2 separate regions of the Sparus aurata genome follow, and region 1 is linked to region 2. Evidence: chromatin contacts called from public Hi-C data. All regions are on one chromosome and are shown on one strand. Each heading gives the region's core, a stretch centred on a gene start, on an enhancer-like site or on the middle of the called end of the contact. The rest is flanking DNA. Distances are from core to core; before and after follow the strand shown. Region 1 holds the start of mrpl23 (mitochondrial ribosomal protein L23). Region 2 holds the start of igf2b (insulin-like growth factor 2b).

The links. A called contact is a pair of places that touch in the nucleus more often than the background predicts.
Region 1: a Hi-C map of skeletal muscle shows a contact between it and region 2, with 15 times the contacts expected there. The contact joins the promoter of mrpl23 here to the promoter of igf2b in region 2. A contact is called at or near these places in 2 of 2 Hi-C or Micro-C datasets (skeletal muscle and an unstated tissue).

What each region holds. Positions count from the first base shown.
Region 1 is chr8:5,011,352-5,014,336 of fSpaAur1.1, reverse strand. It overlaps mrpl23 (mitochondrial ribosomal protein L23), which reads left to right and starts at 1,314. Exons shown (of 5, transcript XM_030426925.1): 1 at 1,314-1,465; 2 at 2,524-2,646. The coding sequence starts at 1,446.
Region 2 is chr8:4,874,918-4,877,966 of fSpaAur1.1, reverse strand. igf2b (insulin-like growth factor 2b) reads right to left here and starts at 1,713. Exons shown (of 4, transcript XM_030425968.1): 1 at 1,473-1,713; 2 at 315-465. The coding sequence starts at 1,547.

The DNA.
Region 1 (2,985 bases), core at 65-2,564, 140 kb before region 2:
GTAGAGAATATCTGATTGGCTAAGAATGTGGATAAAAACTCAGCTGAACAACTGTAGGGACGGAAAGACACTCTGACAGCGTTTTGAATACCTGCAGCAACTGGTAAACATTACAACAACTGCATAATAATCAAATGCCTAACTGCCATCTGCACACACACACACACACACACACACACTCCATGGCATCTTAACTGATGGAAACTTCCCTCCCTGGCTGTCAGTGTGGTCCATTTCCTGCCAGGTCTGAACCAGCTGAGCCAGGGACTCATGTTCCACTCAGGGGGCCTTCAATCATTCTTACCCCTGCTGCAGGCACACCGTAGTGGGTGTGAGGTCAGGTCAGACTCCGGGGCACAGGGTCTGCAGGAGACATGGTACGAGGTCTCCCTCTGCTGCTGTCTCGTCACATGTGCCCGGCGTTCCCAAAACAGACAGCCACTTTTAAGAGAGGGAACTCAGTTGTTGTCGAACGAGGAAATCAAAGCAGTTGGTCCCAATATTGCACCCTGGAGTAAGAGATATAATGTCTTTAAGAATAAAAAAATTCTGGATGACAAGGCACTAAATGTCTATCTATTGACTGAGTATCTATCACTTCATCAATCCAGCTATAATAAATATAAACAATGTGTCAATGTCTGAATTGTTTTTACTCATGAAGTGAAGGCAAAGATGTCCATATTCTGTATGTGTATGTGTATAAAACACTTTTTTTTAATGGCAAGATTAAATCATAATTCAGGATTACTAATAAAAGTGTGCAAACAAAACGAGATGTGATCTACGGTCCATCAAACACTTGCCTCAGAGTGCTACTTGGACCAATTCTTCCGAAAAGGAGAGAGAATTAATGGGTGTGAGAAACACTCTGCAGATTTACTTTAATGGCAGCGGGTTGATATAACAGCACCGCATTATTATCAGTCCTGTTTACTGTACTCTTACTACCACTAACTGGTTAATTTGTGTACTGGTAAGAAGGTTTAACTTGAATCTTGTAATTAACAAAGACCAATTGGTGGCATGCCTTTAAATATAACCCAATAGTTAGATATTATCAGAATATTGAGAAACTACTGTGCTGCTGTTCTAAATCTTTAGCCACTGTCCTCTGATTTATTGCACCCTGCCTTTATAACAGGATATGACTTGGTAGTTATTCAGATTGTAAATACTCCATTGCTGCCTTATCACTGAGATTTAATGGATAAAACATATAACTATATAAATACCTACAGTGGACATGGAGTCCATTTATATAAATCCATGCCTCTGGGCTGTGAACTGTTCTTCAAGGGCATGGAGCAAACTCCAGTGCGCCTGCGCCGTGCGAGTGCTACCGGAAGTACATCTACGCACGTGCAGCACAGCGTTTGACAACCTTGAAAAGACTACAAAACAGCTAGCTGGTAGCTTATGGTTCACAACAAACCGCTCCAGCGATGCCTGTAACAAGACTTCTGTGAGTATCGAGCCTTTTCTTTCCATTTCTTGGTGTAATTACCCCCAAACGACGCCTCAACTAGAGACTGTGTCGTTGTTATTCCGCTTTTCTGGTGATTCTGTAAGCTAGCAAACACAGCTAACGTTAGCATGTATCCGCCTCTTAGTTACCCTGCATGCCTGAATGTAGCCTTTGGTAAACGTTGTTTTCACTTATTATACACTTCTGTCGGTGCGCATTGTATTTGTTTAACTCTATAACTCACTCTTAGATGGTGTTACACGACACGAACATAGCCAGCGGTGGCTAGCTATGCTACAAACAAACTGCCGTCAACATGCAGCTAGTGTCGTGGTGCAGTAACTATGTACGTTGCTATGACAGGTTGTAGTGGAGCTGTTAATGATCGGTAGATAGTGAAGTAACTCACCTGTGTCTGTAAATATAAACTGCATCAGCACATATTCATTGTTTAAGGAATTCAAACCAGCTCCAAGATAAAGTTTGCTACTTTAGACTAGCCCATGATGCTACAATCATAAATAATGTTTTATCCCCCGTGTCATGTCATCATTAACACATATTTGTCAGTGATGTGATGATGCTTGACAGGCTCAAAACGAGTTTATAGGATAATTCCAGGTTTATGTAACTTTGCTCATATCTGGGAACACTGCATCATCACAGGGCAAAAAACATACAAAAGCAAATCAGAGAAGTTATAAACAAATAAACCGTTGAACCAGGTCATGTGATGAAAATTAAAAAGTTCTGATAAACTCTCTTCCTTGTTCGGCACTGAAAGCACACAGACACATTTTTGTCAAGCTGGTGAATAATAGTAGGACTGATGGCCTCCCTTATATGTGGTTTAAATTCCTGTGTTTTTTATTACAAAGCTCTCTTTGAAACAGCTCCGTCTTTATCAACTCTGTCAACTGACGACTTTAGCATCTAAAACAAAAAAATGCACTGTACAATTCTGCCTGATCACTTGTGCAGCTTTAACATCTTCCGAAGTTTCAGTGTGATTGTATGAAACACTGTTTATGACAGCTGTTCACCTCTCCTCTCAGATACCCTCTCTACCAGCTGGGTAACCCTCAGCTGAGGATCTTCAGACCCAACTGGTTCCTGACGCTGGTGAGACCGGGGAAAGAGCAGCCTCCTGACACTGCCCAGTTTCGCATCCCAATGGAGTAAGGCTTTTCTTGTGTTTGTTCACACATCCATCCCCTTTGATCAGTGTTTTTCTGGGGGCCCCCCTCACCTGCATGCATAAGATTTTTCCCAGCTTTAACACACCTTATTCAAATGATGAGCTCGTCATCAAGCTCCACCGATGCCTAATAATACATTTTCTTGTTTGTTACATATAGTGCTCGTCTATCAGTGGTTGTATAGTACATACTGGAGATATGGAATGAAGTAAAGGCTTATGTTTCGATGTGCGTGTATAGAACAGCACAACTATCAGCTTCTAAGAACACTTCGTATGTAATAATAATATCCGATGTTATTAGTTATTACCTGTTGCA
Region 2 (3,049 bases), core at 464-2,963:
ACCAGGTCTTGACACACACACACACACACACACACACAGACACACACACAGACACACACAGCTGGCTATAATCTCTCTCTCTCTCTCTTTCCCTCTCGCTTTCTGTGTGCGCGTGTGAGCGCGTGAGAAAGAAAAATACCAAACACGCATACCGCGCAGCCACAGACAGAGCGATAGCCTCAGCTATCCAAACAGATGTGTGCGCGTCTGAGCAGCAGCAGCGGCAGCAGCAGCAGCAGCAGCAGAGGGAAAGAAAGAGAAGAGAGCAGAAAAACTTGTGATGGGTTTTTTTTTTTTTGTTTTTCGGAACCTACTGAAATAGAAGCCTCTGTCTTCGCAGACAAACTGCAGCGCATCCACCAGCTCTCCCCCACACAGCGTCTCCGCCGAGGCCACCTCCACCACGTAGAGCGTCAGGGCCAGCGCAAAGAGCAGCGCGCGACTGGACGAGGACATCTTCTTGACCTGCAGACACACACACACACACACATGCACACACACAGCATCTGGTCAACAAATGCACACATTACAGAAGTGATGATGACATTGAATAAAAAAAAAAAACGTGAAAAAATAGAAGAAGAAAAAAATCTTGTGAGTAATAAATCCCAGATGACAGCCAGATGTTGGATCCAGACTTTACGCATTGTACAAGATGTACGACTTCCACTGTTAGGTGCTGTTTCTACGTATTGATGTATTGACCTACTAACTGCGTAAAACAAATGATGGCATATGTCCACCTTCCCCCCCTCCCTGCCTCCCTGTCTCCCTTCCTCCCTCCCCCCCGTCACCGTTATCAGCCGCTGTCACTGTGTCGCACCTGGGAGAAGTGCTTATTCTGGAGGAAAAACCGAGACGGTATCTCTGCCTTACGCGCTCTTACACAACTCTCCAGAAAGTTGCGAGACCGGCTGCTCGATAGTTAACTATCCGAAAGGCCAGACTCAGCATTTATTTTCCCCTTGCTCACCCTGGGATGAGCTCACTGACCCTCAGACCTACCGCCCCCTATCTGCCGACAGAAAAGACCAGCTGTTTGCTGCTCCCGGAGTCCAGAGAACGGCTCACCATCAAGAATCCCAACAAAAAAAAAGAAACGAAATAAAAATAAAAAAAAACACACACGATAATAAAACACCCCTGAAACTCTGCTCTCCTCCTTCCCTATCAGGTAACCTGTTGCACGAATGCTTCACAGCTCCCCGCAGCTCTCCATGTCACGTCTGCATCTTCAACTTTCTCTGCTGCATGCGAATTAAAAGAGATGTCCAAAAAGGAAAAGAGAGAAAAAAAAAAAAAAAAATGATGCGATCAGTGCATCTGCTCAGCCCGGAGCTGAGCTGTGTGTGTCTCACTCGCACAACACGAGAGGAAAAACATGGTTACAACCCCCGCCAGACGTCTGTCAAGACCCGCACGGCACAAAAAAAAACCCGGAGCGCATGAAACTATTTGTTCCCTCTGGTTACCTTCATTCTGCTGCTCTCCGTCCTCCGGCAGGTGTGGCAAAGTGAGTGGCGTCCGTGTCTTTGCTGGGTCTCCATGTCAGATGGCAGTAGTCAAAAACGTCGGGAGGGGTTGGTTGGGAGGGGGGGGTGGTTATTTGGTTTTGGAGAGATTGCAGGTGAGTTAGTTTCCCAGTTGGTGCGGCTGAGATGATGTGTGAGAGGCTGTCCCAAAGACCAGGCGACAGAACAAAACTTCTCAGGGAGAGGTATTATATACCAAAACACGCCCCTTACTTCCACACCCCACCCCCTCGCTCCTCCTCTTCACGGCTGGTAAAAAAAAAAAAAAAAAAAATGGTCCAGAGACGTTTTATGGAAAAGTGCTTAAAGGGAGAAAAGGCAAAAAAAAAAAAGGAGAGAAAAAAAAGGAGAGGGAGAGAGTGAGAGTCACAAAATATGGAACAATTCCATAGGCATTTTCCACGTTTACGCACTGTAACCTACAATCACAATGTTTACACACAGGGACGCAGACAAGAACAAGAATAGACGTAATTCCTCAGACTCCAAGAAAAATGTCAATGTCTCCGCCCTGCTGTAATTAAGACGAGCGTTCAGGAGTGGAAGGAGTGTGGCTGAGGTGCTGGAGGAGGAGGAGGTGGAGGTGGAGGAGGAGGAGGGGGGGGCTGCTCTTGACTCAGGTGGAGGTGTTAGTCACAGGGGTCAGAGGCTCGCCCCTCCTGAAGGGGAGCATGGAGTGGGGTTGATCCAGGAGGAGGAGGAGGAGGATGCAGCAGCAGCACTGACTGACTGACTGCAGCAGGAATATCAAGTGTCAATGCAAAGAAATGCTGCATCATGTGATGAAGAGGCAGGAGGAAGTGATGAAGAAAAGAGATGACGTTGTGCTTTCTCACAAGCTGAACATTAATATTGATAACAGAGCGGATCAATGAGTCCTGCAGGGCGGATGGTGCTGAGTGTCCTGTCAAAGGAGCAGAAAACACAAAAAATTAAAATTAAAATTGTGTGAAAGTGTGAAAGTAAGCTGCGTTTCTGTGTGAGACTGAAGGAGGGCGCCCTTATATAAGTGAGTGTTGTGCAGGAGGTGAGGATGTGGACCGTGTCCTCAGACTCACACTGACACCTAGTGGTCCGGGTGCTGAACCTCTGCTTGTTTTGTCTCTTGGCTCTCAGCTCTGCAGGTTTTGGAGGGACCAGGGACCCGATCCACAAGCTGACCACCAGGAGCTCTGTCCGGACGAGCTCCCCGAGGTTTGTCCTCTCAGGTGAAGGAGAGCTACCTTCCTTTGTTGTCTTCTAACAGTGTGTATAAAGAGGTGGAGGTGAGCTTGTATGTGCCATTAATGGACATTATTATCTTTAAACACAGTGATAGAAAGCACATAGAGTCATGTGCTGCACTTAAAGCTGCAGTATGTTTGAGTTTTAGTTGAAAATACTCAGAAATGAACAACAGAATGTGAAGAAATGACAGTTTTGATGTTGAAGTTAGCGATGCTAACCAGCTAGCCCAGGCCCGGTCCAAAAGCTCCCGTGCTATTAACCAAAACACTCCCGGCCTGGACCGCTGGCTG